3 separate regions of the Mus musculus genome follow, and regions 1 and 2 are each linked to region 3. A link is a contact called in public Hi-C and HiChIP or PLAC-seq data. All regions are on one chromosome and are shown on one strand. Each heading gives the region's core, a stretch centred on a gene start, on an enhancer-like site or on the middle of the called end of the contact. The rest is flanking DNA. Distances are from core to core; before and after follow the strand shown.

Evidence for each region. Hi-C and Micro-C count contacts between places; a contact is called where the count stands out from the background. HiChIP or PLAC-seq counts read pairs in DNA pulled down with a chosen protein or histone mark.
Region 1: a contact with region 3 is called in an H3K4me3 HiChIP or PLAC-seq map of bone marrow-derived macrophages, with 2.9 times the contacts expected there. The contact joins two enhancer-like sites. A contact is called at or near these places in 1 of 15 datasets of contacts at CTCF or cohesin (CD8 T cells), 12 of 484 Hi-C or Micro-C datasets (the 63-12 cell line, B cells, DN3 thymocytes and 8 more), 8 of 115 datasets of contacts at active chromatin or transcription factors (the 230-238 cell line, bone marrow-derived macrophages, embryonic stem cells and 5 more) and 3 of 9 other capture datasets (adipose tissue, embryonic stem cells and liver).
Region 2: a Hi-C map of bone marrow-derived macrophages shows a contact between it and region 3, with 30 read pairs. The contact joins two enhancer-like sites. A contact is called at or near these places in 12 of 484 Hi-C or Micro-C datasets (the AML12 cell line, the Ba/F3 cell line, CD4 T cells and 7 more), 13 of 115 datasets of contacts at active chromatin or transcription factors (CD8 T cells, the HPC-7 cell line, bone marrow-derived dendritic cells and 10 more) and 5 of 9 other capture datasets (adipose tissue, embryonic stem cells, liver and 2 more).

What each region holds. Positions count from the first base shown.
Region 1 is chr5:36,513,295-36,517,067 of GRCm38.p6, forward strand. Tbc1d14 (TBC1 domain family, member 14) reads right to left here. Exons shown (of 14, transcript NM_133910.3): 8 at 745-825. Among named protein-coding and RNA genes, the nearest start is that of Gm32528, 2.7 kb to the left of the region's middle. Within about 2 kb of position 2,112, at least 16 of the 459 cell types and tissues checked have an H3K27ac peak or open chromatin away from gene starts, as enhancers often do. A contact at or near this core is called in adipose tissue and bone marrow-derived macrophages, where this site is marked.
Region 2 is chr5:36,547,332-36,551,371 of GRCm38.p6, forward strand. All of the region lies in intron 2 of Tbc1d14 (TBC1 domain family, member 14), which reads right to left. Among named protein-coding and RNA genes, the nearest start is that of Tbc1d14, 33 kb to the right of the region's middle. Within about 2 kb of position 2,095, at least 68 of the 459 cell types and tissues checked have an H3K27ac peak or open chromatin away from gene starts, as enhancers often do. A contact at or near this core is called in adipose tissue, bone marrow-derived dendritic cells, bone marrow-derived macrophages and 3 more, where this site is marked.
Region 3 is chr5:36,723,579-36,727,866 of GRCm38.p6, forward strand. It overlaps a transcript of Gm33017 not described here. Among named protein-coding and RNA genes, the nearest start is that of Gm33114, 4.3 kb to the right of the region's middle. Within about 2 kb of position 2,968, at least 96 of the 459 cell types and tissues checked have an H3K27ac peak or open chromatin away from gene starts, as enhancers often do. A contact at or near this core is called in adipose tissue, bone marrow-derived dendritic cells, bone marrow-derived macrophages and 3 more, where this site is marked.

The DNA of each region.
Region 1 (3,773 bases), core at 862-3,361, 210 kb before region 3:
GATGGCTGTAGCTAGTTATACACTGTATCCTTGAAACAGGCCACAGGAACAGAGGTAAAGCGCGTTTCCATTAACAAACCCTAAGGAAGGGTTCAGGTGGGGACACAGATCAGGAACAGAAGGTGACCTAGCATCTGATTTGATATTACTCACCACCGTCAACAATGAGGAAAATAAGTGGTGAGACAGAACAAGAGAGCGATCTATGTGAGGTAATGTGTATTGTCTAATATAGATTACCTACATTTATACTTTCATCTTAAATATTGAAATCCCTAAAGTATAAAGTCCTGAAAATATAATCCTGAGTTTTTAAAAACATATTTAGAGGCCTTTACTTACATTTTTATCATGCTATAAATGTTTCAAAATATGTACATGATAGACACACACGATGTTGTCAATTTATAAAGTAAAATAAAAATAGGAACAGCTTATGTTCAAATATTCAAAATGGCACAAGTCCCACTGCCTAGCCACAGATGTACTGCTCTGTGTCAGTGGATCACTGCGAGGCCTCTGGAAGCCAACACTCAATGAACCAGGCTACCAGGCAACTTGAATTAGAAGCACCTGGCTGTGAGCAGGAGACGCAAACCCTCTCAAGAGGAGCTGTGGGCTTCGATTTCTTCTAAAAGCTATTTCCTTTCCATTTTTGTTTTTTAACAGTCCCTTTGCCCCAGGCCACACTAGCCGGTGAGGAGTACTGCCATGAGTAGCCTCTCATTGAGGGAAGAGCTGTACCTTCATTCTCCACTTCTGAGCCTCCAGTGCTGAGGGACCGCCACCGCTCCTTGGCCCGAGCAAGACAGATGTCAAAGAGCTCTGAAAGAAAAGCTCCTGTTAAGCCTTACATTGTACATGGTCCCTCGACACCAGCAGAGAACACACAACTATCCCTTTCTCTAAACAGAGGAAGGCATTCTTCTGACAATTCCCCCAGCTTAGCCTGAAAGACAGCCATTTACACAGGAAGGCACGCACACTGCCAAGGGGCTTGGTGCCTTCCTCTGCTGCACAGCCACCTAATTCATATCCTGCTCTGACCTTCTGTGACCGGCCCACTGCCTCTCGGATGACCAGTCTCTTGCTTACCTCAGGATCCAGACTAATGGCCTGGGGGCTCAAGAGAACAGTCAGTCAGGGTCTCATCTATGGACTAAAGGGTGGGTGGACAGAGTCTATCTGGTTTCTAACAAGTTTGAGTCATAATCTAAAAGAAAAAAAAGCTTTCAGCACTTGGGAGGCAGAGGCAGGCGGATTTCTGAGTTCGAGGCCAGCCTGGTCTACAAAGTGAGTTCCAGGACAGCCAGGGCTATACAGAGAAACCCTATCTCAAAAAACAAAAACAAAACAAAACAAAACAAAACAAAACGCTTTAATCTGAAATCCTTAAGGTCTAAAATCCTGAAAATACAATTCTTAAAAGAAAGAAAGAAAGAGAGAGAGAAAGAAAGAAAGAAAGAAAGAAAGAAAGAAATTTACTTACATCTTAAGAGGGAGATTTGAAAAACATAAAAACAATAGAATACTTCATGTGTTGCTTTGTGTAACAAAATAGGCATCAATGCTACTGTAAGCATCACAGTGGATGAAGGACATTATACACCTAAGTCACAAGCAGATGACCTACGTGCGCAGAAAAATGCTGAAAAGCAAAGTATATGAATAGCTATCATTATGGTTCATAACTGTGTACTGGGCTTCCTAACTGTGGCCATATTAAACACTGGCCAGGATACCTAAATCTTTAATCAAAACCGAGATGGGTTACCACTGCATACAGTCATCCAAAGAGCCTAGACTTTAAAGAACGTTCACAGATGCAGATGTCCAAAAGGACAGCTCACTTTGCTTTGCTTGCAGACAGGAGCCTAGCATAACTGTCTTCTGAGAGGCCCCATCCAGCAGCCAAGTGCTTCTAGGCCTCACCATACCCAGTGGTAACTGTCCCTGGGACACTTGCTGCATGGCCCCCAGGACAGTACTTCCTGCACCTACTCCACCTGCACTGACAAACCGCAGAAGCAGAAGCTGCAGAAGCAGTTCCACCCAGCAGCCTGCAACACTGTTGCCAGCTTCTAGAAGTATCCCAACTAGTAACTGCTGACCTCTTCAGATAAATGCACTTGAGTTCCTTAAAAGCTTCTAAATGTCATTAGCTTGGAGAAACACCACTGCTGACAATGCTAAAAAAAAAAAAAAACCCAGCAACCCACAAAACTGGCATTTTAGACCCTGCTGTTTTGCATGAGCAATCCTTCCAGAGAATTTGGGTTTCTACCTCTTCTCCTCGGGAATTGCTTTTGGAATTCAGTTTCCAGGATTTCAATATTCAGAGTTTTAAACTTTCAGACCTATGATTTCTGGGACTAAGATGCACACTGCCTTCAAACAAGGGCACGGGCAGCTTGCTACCCAGATGGCACAGGACTCCTCATCTTGCTGCTGAGGGAGGGGCATAGAAACTGGTGCTCTGAACAGGCAGAGCTCTCAGAGAATGGCGATTCCTGCTGTCAGATTCCTGCTGTCACCATAGTTTTCCAATCTCTTCCATATTCAGAGCCTGTTTTCAGCAGCCCTGCCCCTCAGGCAGTTGCTGATAATCAGGTAACTTCAGCTTCCCAATAGCCTCCGCAGGCCGGCAGACTGGGCCCCTGGAGCACTGCAAGCCGTGCTCACCACTCAACAGCACGCATGTCCCATGCACTGGCTTTGTCTTAGCGCTGCCACTTCTACTCCCTATACCTCTTGCTTAACTGATTCCCAGCTCCCATACACTGAGGACTGCTGGCCAATCACTGCCTTTCTCTGTGTGCTTGCCACGTTATCTTTTTCATCCTTTACTCTGCAGGGTAGAGGCAAGCACAGCTGCCTTCACGAATTGTACTAAGTGTAACTTGTCCTAATGGTCCTGTTCTGGCTTTATGACAGCTCTAACATGCATGCAACCTATGCTGACATGCCACGGCAAAGCAGCACAGTTATGACACTTTAGTATGTTGTACTCTAAAGAGAAACACAGACGTGTCCAGGGCTGGGGTCGAGAGCATGCTCTGGGACCTTTGCCCACTCAATCTCTAGGTGGGCTGGCTGGCAGGTTTAGAAGCACATGTTCGATTTGGGAAACCCCAGCTTTTTCTTCTTAAAAGCTGAACAATTGGGAATTCGCTGCAACTTAACCTAATGGGACTATTAAGACTTCCTGGAAAAGTCAGGCTCAGAATCCAAATTAGGGCTTGGGTCAAAACATTTTTGTCACTCTCAGAGGAGCACACAAAACTACTACAGGGCCTGCTTATTGCCGGACTTTCTGGAACCCTCGGTGTGCCTCCAGGCACATCAGACCTCCTCTGCATCCCACTGGTGAGTCTTCCTGCCTCTTCAATTCTTCTCCCAGAGTCCTTATCTCTGCCTGGAAGTTCTACCCTCCATTCCTGAAAAAAGCCCAGCAGGTGATGGTGCATAAGAACAACACCACCAACATCTGGACGGTCCTCAGCTACTGGACAGACATCAGCATAGAAGAATACAAAGAGAGCCTTCACACAGTGTATGAGAATGCTATTCCAACAGCACGTGCCCATTAGGGCTCTACCTCACAAGTGAAGAACCTGTTAGGAGAGACTGGCTATAAATGTGTCCACGTCTGAGCTCACAGAACCTCCCCCACAGTTTTATAGTCGTGGTAGAAAGGTGACACTTTTCTCTCAGGACCCCCAACCCCAACCTCTTTTTAAAATTCGACTTATTGTGCATACACAAGTGTGTGA
Region 2 (4,040 bases), core at 845-3,344, 180 kb before region 3:
TGTTCTCCCATCTTGCCAGTGACTTGACCCTGTTTTTAGGGGGCATGTGGCCTGGCTCCATCTCCATCCCTATTCCACAGGCTGCTCCCCATGACCGCTGGGGAGTTTTGCAAAGAGGTGTTTGCAAATAGGTGACATGAATGTTAAATGAGCTGGAGGCCAGAGCTCAGTATAGCCATATTTTTGGCCTGCAGGAGAGAATGTGCTTCCATGGTTCTCCATGGAGCAGGCACAGGACAGCAGGGAATCCTCATGCCAAATCCCACCACCAGTAGTCAGCACTCCCCAAACACAGAGACCTGCAGAGAATGGGCTAGTTCATGAGAACAGGGTGTTCCCAAAGAAGGTGGTCTCAGAAGCAGCAGTCAGAGCATCTCTAGCAGCCCCAGAAGCCGCCTGCACCAAAGCAACTCCAGAGTCCCACTGAAGCAGTCGCAACTTCTCAGACACAGACTAGGGTGGCAGTGGAGCAACTATCAGTGACGAAGCCACACCAAGGACTAAGTAGGATGCCAACAGCAGGAAGAGAGACCTAAACAACCATGGACAGGCAAAGCTGAGCTGTAACTGTTTTATCCAGTGGCTGGGAAAGTCATTATTTTCATCTCAGTACATCATTAATGAAGCAGGAAAAGATACAGTCACTCAACACAAAGTAATGTTCAAAATAGCAGTGTGTCAGTTTCTGGGAAACCAGGAAAAAGTTCATAGGTACAATGTGTGAAACACACAAGGTGTCATTAGAATTGGAAACAAGACAGTTCCTGGCACATTTACCAGGGGTCTACTAGGATTCCAGCATGAAGGTATAGGCCAGTGCGCACTGCCTCCTCCAATGCTGGCACCTTACTCTGAAGGCCACCTAGGGTTCTCTGTATAGCAGGAAGTAGATAAACGCAGACACCAGCAAAAAAGGCAAGGGAGACTAAGAACCAGGTGTTGAGAATAGCACCAAATCTAAGACAGAAACTCTCCTTACCTACAGTCAAAGGATTTGGGCCCAGCCCTGTACAACAATGGAGCTACCACCCACTGTTCCTGCTAAATACCTGAAAAACGGAAGGCACTGCAGTGAACTGAAACACAGTGTTATTTTTTAAATGTCATAAAAAGTGAAAGTCAAAAGTTTGAGACATATTTATACAGCTTTAAGAAGGACAATGAACATTTTCTTAGAGACTGAGAATTATCTGATGTCACAGCAAAAGCCAGAGTCCTAACAGTATTAAGTAAGACATTTGATCAGGTGTCGGCCTCTACTTGTCCAGGGGTGGACTCCCTGCTAACAACCACTCCTCTGAAACAAGTTACTAGATAGGATATGCAACTTTCCACCACAAACTCCACTGTACTTTTTGAATTGTGAACCATGCAAATGTATCACCTGTTTTGAGGTTTATAAACAAGAAACAGCTACTACACAGCCAGGTATTTCTGTCACTAGAAAACAAAACACTTCTGCATCTCTACCCAACATCTCTTCCCCATAGCATCTCTCCCCCACAGCATCACTCCCTAATATTGCATCTCCCCCCACTGCATCACACCCTCACTGCACCTCTCCCACACACACACTACATCATACCCTCACTGCATCTCTACACACACACACACACACACACACTGCTTCACTCCCTCACTGCATCGCTACACACATACACCCACCCCCACCCCCACAGCTTCACTCCCTCACTGCATCTCTCTACACACACACACACTGCTTCACTCCTTACTGCATCTCTACACACATACACACACATACACACACACTGCATCACACCCTCACTGCATCTCTCCCCCACACACACTGTTATCACTCCCTCACTGCATCTCTATACACACACACACACACACAATGCTTCACTCCCTCACTACATCTCTCCTCCACACACACTGCTTCACTCCCTCACTGCATCTCTACACACACACACACACACACACACACACACCCCATACCCCATTTAGTATAAATGAGTCCATGAGATGTGACCTTAAACAAGGGAGAAGTTAAAGGCAAAATGAAATTACTCAGTGACACTCCACTGGCACCACAGACCAAAGAGGAACTAAACAAGTTTGCTCAGCTGCTGACGTATAAGCTTTGGCTCAAATCATTCACTCAGGCATAATCCTTTGCCCTGCCTAATGAGCAGTGTGAGCAGCCTGGAGAGGGGGCTCGATGGAGAACACCTCGGCAGCTTTCATGTTGTACTTCCAGGAGGCTGAGCTCGTGTCCAAACCTAAAAACAGAAGTAGCAGGGAGAAGGACCCCAGCCTTCATACCGAAGCCTAGACAGAGGCGACAGGGGCCAAGGGCAAGGCTTTCAGTGGGGCAGATCCAAGAATGTCAAGGACGTCTGAGGGTTAGCCAGAGCTGGACCTGTACCCGAGCTCTACCCTTTCTCTTGTTTGTCATCCACACAGGGGAAGAAGGGGAAGACAGCGGTCATGAGACCTGGTAAGCTATCAATCAGTTTTCATTTCTTTCCCTCTCCATCCCCACTCAGTGTGTTTTGTTTTGTTTTTGTCTTATTTGTGTGTAGGTAAGATTCATCTATTAACCTCTAGTTCTACCTCCTAGAGCCACTAAAATCAGAATGCTCAAGAGATAACAACCTACCCAGATCCAGCCACCAATACAAAGTCGTGCTGGGAAGGCAGCTGCCAGGTGACTGCAGGCCCCGTGGAGGCCATCTACAGCAGCTATCTGGACAGCAGCACATCTCAACAGATGTGTATCAGACACTCTGCTCAGCTGCTGGAGGGGCATAGCACAGGAGGCAGTATCTGCCCTGGGAACCTCACAGTGTGGGCAAACCACAGGGCCAGCCCACGATGTTCAGATTCTCATGTTAACTGAGCCTTCACCCCTTGACTTTCCAAGATTGGACCTAAACCACAGGTTCTCCTCCCAGGTATGCACCGAGCACTGCTCCACCACCAGCCTGGATTCCTCCATAATGGCCGAGGAGGCAGTATTCAAAGACAACAGGAGCCAGAGCCTTGCACAGGAATAAGAAAGAGGAGCACAGCTTCAAGAGGATAGAGATGCCCATCACGGTATCACAAGGAAACCTGACTCACACAGCGAGATTCACTTCCATCTGTCCAAACACTTCCCGAATGAAACAGCTGTCCAGATATATACTGACCTTCTCTGCATGGTCCTCTAGCATGGATCTCCTGCCCAACAGAAGTTACTGTAAACATCACCTGTGGCTTCTGGTTACGAATGGTAAGATTCCAAGGTGTTGGGTAAATTCCCAAGACCACCCACCTGGCAGTCAGACCTCCCCAAGTCAAGTGAGGCAATAAATGGCACCTGCTCACTGGACATGGCCCACTGGGCTGGGTTTTCTCTCAGTGCATGTGGAGAATGGCTGACTCCTATCAGAAGAGCTTTGCAGCACAGGGAACCAGTCTCCTGTTCCTTCAACTTCTAAGAAAAGACAGAGGAAAGGATGGTGATAATGCAGCTTTCTCACTATCACTCCTCTATCCCTGCTTATAGAATCAAATGGGTAAGGAGAGAGATGGTCTTCCTGGTAAGAAGCCAGTCACACTAACTCAAGCAGCTAGGCACCTATCTACTTCAAGACAGCTGCACAGTGGAAACAGCTCCGTTTTCTTTTTAGTGTTCTTCAATGTGAACTACTGGTTGAATATTGGTTGGTTGGTTGGTTTTTTTTAGAAATCTCTTTCTCTCTCTCTCTCTGGTTGTTTTTTTAGAAATCTCTCTCTCTCTCTCTCTCACACACACACACATACACACACACACATACATACATAGAGAGAAATACACACACACACACACACACACACACAGTGAGAGGTTTCTGGCTTCTCTTGAAGCGTCCTATGTGAGCACACTGGCAGCACAGGGAGCCAAAGCCATGGCAGCCTGTAGGGTGTGTTGGCCTGTAGCACCCAGCACTGCCCCCACATTTATCACATAGCTAACACCAGCATTTCCATCACCTGTTTTTAGGGAGGATCTGACCCAGATTTTTAGGGACTCTCTAAGCTTCGATAACTTAGAC
Region 3 (4,288 bases), core at 1,718-4,217:
CCAGGTGTGGAATGCGAGGCTCCTTCCAATCGTCCCACAGTAGCTGACTGTGGTTTGCCTCATGCTCTGGCAGAGGTGGGATTTTGCCAGCTGCAGATAGTTTCTGCAAGTGTGTGATGTTTGGAATTCTGGGGGCTCTTTAGAGGGTAAATACTTGGGTCCCAAGAGCTGGGAAACTGTTGATTGGTAGCAGAATGCCGTTGGTTTCTGTTGGTCACAGTTTGCTAAGTAGTTGTAAGCAAAGAAAAAGAAAGAAGAAATCAGATATCCGGATGGCAAAGATCAAACTTGCCCCCAAGGAACTTGATGCCCTTAGTTAACAGGAAGTGTTCTAATGATATTGTGGACTCTTTCTTCTCTTATCCTTTTTTTCTCTCCTACGTAATGTTAGGGGATTGAAAGGGAAGAAGTAAAGGGATGGAGAAGGGTGGGAGAAAGAAGAACCCACAAAGTAGCCAGAAGAACAGCTACAGTGACCTCAGACATATCTTAATCCAGGTGACCTCTGAAGATATGCGAGAGCTGCCAAGGAAGAAGGAGGTGAGAGTATCAGTCCCTGGTACCCTTTCCCAACATGCCCAGCTCCCCACGACTCCGAGTTCCTTTGTGCCCTCTCCACCTTCCTATGGTTGTTACATGTGCTTTTAGCTGTGGAAACAGAGGCTCACAGGGCAGAGTTAGCATTGGATGCTATGTAGCCACCCAAGGCCATTCTGTGCTGTGTCCACAGGACTCTGGAGCCTGGAGGAGGAGGCTGTGCTGAGTCCTGGTTTCTAGAGGTGTGCAGGCAGGATTAACCATAGCCCAGGAAGGCGGGAGGCAGATGTAGAAATCAGAGGCCAAAGAACCACCCACCCTCTGCCCTTGGGACTCTGGCAGCGACTCTGAACTGTGTAATACCAGCCCCTGCCCACGCAGCTGCTGAGATGAGTGGCCGTGCGTGCACCTTTGACCTGGTGATCTTTAACTTGGTGACTCAGCCTGGGAGCTGGAGCACCGTGATGAACACGCTGACAGATTGAAGCCTGCCTTTGTGACAAGTCTTTTTATACATTGAAATTTAGCTGGCCATGGAAGTACACATGTGTAATCCCAGTACTCAAGAGGTAGAGGCAGGATTCATCCCATAATCAGCCACCAAAACCAGACACTATTGCATATGCCAGAAAGATTTTGCTGAAGGGACCCTGTTATAGCTGTCTCATATGAGGCTATGCCAGTGCCTGGCAAATACAGAAGTGGATGCTCACAGTCACCTATAAGATGGAACACAGGGCCCCCAATGGAGAAGCTAGAGAAAGCACCCAAGGAGCTGAAGGGGTCTGCAACCCTATAAGTGGAACAACAATATGAACTAACCAGTACCCCCAGAGCTCGAATCTCTAGCTGCATATGTAGCAGAAGATGGCCTAGTTGGCCATCACTGGGAAGAGAAGCCTCTTGGTATTACGAACTTTATATGCCCCAGTACAGGGGAATGCCAGAGCCAAGAAGCAGGAGTGGGTGGGTAGGAGAGTAGGGCAGAGGGAGGGTATAGGGAACTTTCGGGATAGCATTTGAAATGTATATAAAGAAAATATCGGGGCTGGAGAGATGGCTCAGCGGTTAAGTACACTGACTGATCTTCTGAAGGTCCTGAGTTCAAATCCCAGCAACCACATGGTGGCTCACAATCACCTGTAATGAGATCTGACGCCCTCTTTTGGTGTGTCTGAAGATAGCAACAGTATACTTAGATATAATAATAAATAAATCTTAAAAAAAGAAAATATCTAATAAAAAAGTAAATAAGTAAGTAAGTAAATAAATAAATAAATAGAAAGAGACACTCCGTAACATAACATAAAGCATAGTAGTTTAATAAATAAATTGTAAAAGGAGAGAGAGGGGGGTAGGAAGATCACTGTGAGTTCTATACTAGCCTGGGGTATGTATTGAAACTCATTTGCTATCATTGTTTAAATTGAGGTAAAATTCACACCACAGATATTTAGCTATTTAAAGTGTCAGTTCTGTGGCATTTATCCACCTACAGCAAGCACTGCATAACTGTCACCTCTGTGTAGTTCTATATGTCCTGCTCTCCAAGACCTCACCCCCCTTCCTTCCTTCCTTCCTTCCTTCCTTCCTTCCTTCCTTCCTTCCTTCCTTCCTTCCTTCCTTCCTTCCTCCTCCTCCTCCTCCTCCTCCTTCTTCTTCTTCCTCTCTCTCTCTCTCTCTCTCTCTCTCTCTCTCTCTCTCTCTCTCTCTCTTTCTCTGTTTATTTATACTTTTCAAGTGCTGGGGACGAGACCCAGGGCCTCACACATGCCCGGCAAGCACTCCGTAACTAAGCCCGTACCCTAACTACAACTCCATCTCTACCACTGGCCACTCCCCATCTTCCTGTCTGTTGTATCCCTGGCAACTGCTGGGTTCCAGTGGGAGTCACGCAGTGCACTGTTCGGCTTCGGGTGACTGGCTTTTCTCACTGAACCTGTTTGGAAGGCCAACAGGCTTTGTAGCAGGTGCCTGCACTCTGCTTCCTTCCATGGCTGCCCGAGGTCCCACTCGGTGGGTCTTCTCTGCCTTTTCATTCACTCCTGCTATGGGAACAGTACGCTGACCCGTGGCCTCTCTCAGTGGCTTCTGGTAGAGTAAAAGTTCCCCAGACCAGCCACCCGATGCTTACACACATAAAGTCCTTGTCGAACGCGTGGTTCTCATCCTTGTTTCCAATGAGTGTCAACTGCACACTATAGCACTTATTGAGCACTTACTGCATACTGTCCTGAATGTTTTGTTTTCACTCAATGGTGGTGTTTTCTGTCCATCCTCAGTCCCTCCAGTAGCTGGCGTGGGCCTCACGTGATCAGTTTCAGAGGCCGGAAAAAGGTCAGCTAAGGAATTATCTATAGAGGAGAACTTAAAGTCGGGCCAGCTCCAGTTCACGTCTCACATGCCCCTGGTGTACGCCCTTGACTGGACGAATGCAGACTTCACCCTGGGCGGTAACCCAGAGGACTTTCATTTTCCTTTTCCCCAGGGCTCGATCTCTGCTTCATTTTCAGTCATTGATTTGTTTTCACAGTGACCAATCAGAAACAGAAAGCATAACAGTCAGGAGGGGAATGAAAGTGCTGAAGGTGAATTTCAGAAAAGCTGGACTTTAACCAGCTCATGTGGCAGACCCACCCAGTGGGCTGCACCAGCAGGGTGGCAGGGCACCTTTGCCTTGCAGGAAGACTACAATATAATTGGGGTATAGTTTTAGCTTTTGCATGTTTATCCTTCTTTGGTGGTTCTTTTTTGTTTTGGGGTTTTGGGTTTTTTTGTTTGGTAGGTTGGTTTTGGTTTTGGGTTTTTGGACTGTTTGTTCATTTGTTTGGTTTGTTTTGGTTGTTTGCTTTTTTTGTTTTGTGTGTGTGTGTGTGTGTGTGTGTGTGTGTGTGTGTGTGTGTTGTTTGTTTGTTTGTTTGTTTGTTTGTTTGTTTTTGAGACAAGGTTTCACTGTGTAGCCCTAACTGGCCTGCATGCAGACCAGGCTGGCCTCAAATTTGCTGCAATCCCCCTGCCTCTGCCCCTCAAGCACTAGGATTCTAGGCATCTCACATCATAACTCACTTCTTCGTTGCTCCTCAGATGAACAAGAGCCTTTTATATATTCACACAGGAAGTCCAACTTCCTCCCTCATGCCCTCTGCCTTGGATCCAGCTGGCAGGTGAACCTGAACCCCATGCCAGCCAAGAGCTCAGGAACTCACACTAAAACTACCTGCTATGCAATAGCCTTTCCCCTTAGGACCTCCCAGCACAGCCCTGTATCACCCCCACTCCACTCCAGCACCCCTCAGAGCCATGAAGAGAAAGTAGAACATACCCGATCTAGAGTCAGCACAGAGTCCACAGAGAGCCTGGGCCCCAAGTTCTCCTGGTGCCATTTACCTGCTCCCCCAACTATTTGCTTATGCTCTGCCTTCTACCCAGAGCTCTGTCACCCTCAAGTCTCCATCATCCTTCAGGTACAACCAGCAGTGCCCAGGGGAGTGGTCCCAGGAGCCAGCAGCAGCCCAGGAGTGTGCAGGCCCTGGCTGCCCTGTGATGGGTGTTTCTATGCCCTTGTCTGGGTGGTCCTCACCAGCTCCCTGTGAGGCAGGAATTGCCTTCCCTCTTCTTGCCTGCTTCCCTCAGGTATAAAGGGCCTCACGTATAGCATTAGAAAACACCCAGGGGACACTCACTGCTGCTATCCCTGTACTAGGAGGAGATTTCTGAGATGAGAGCTGAAGCGACTCATCTGAGGAAGTGC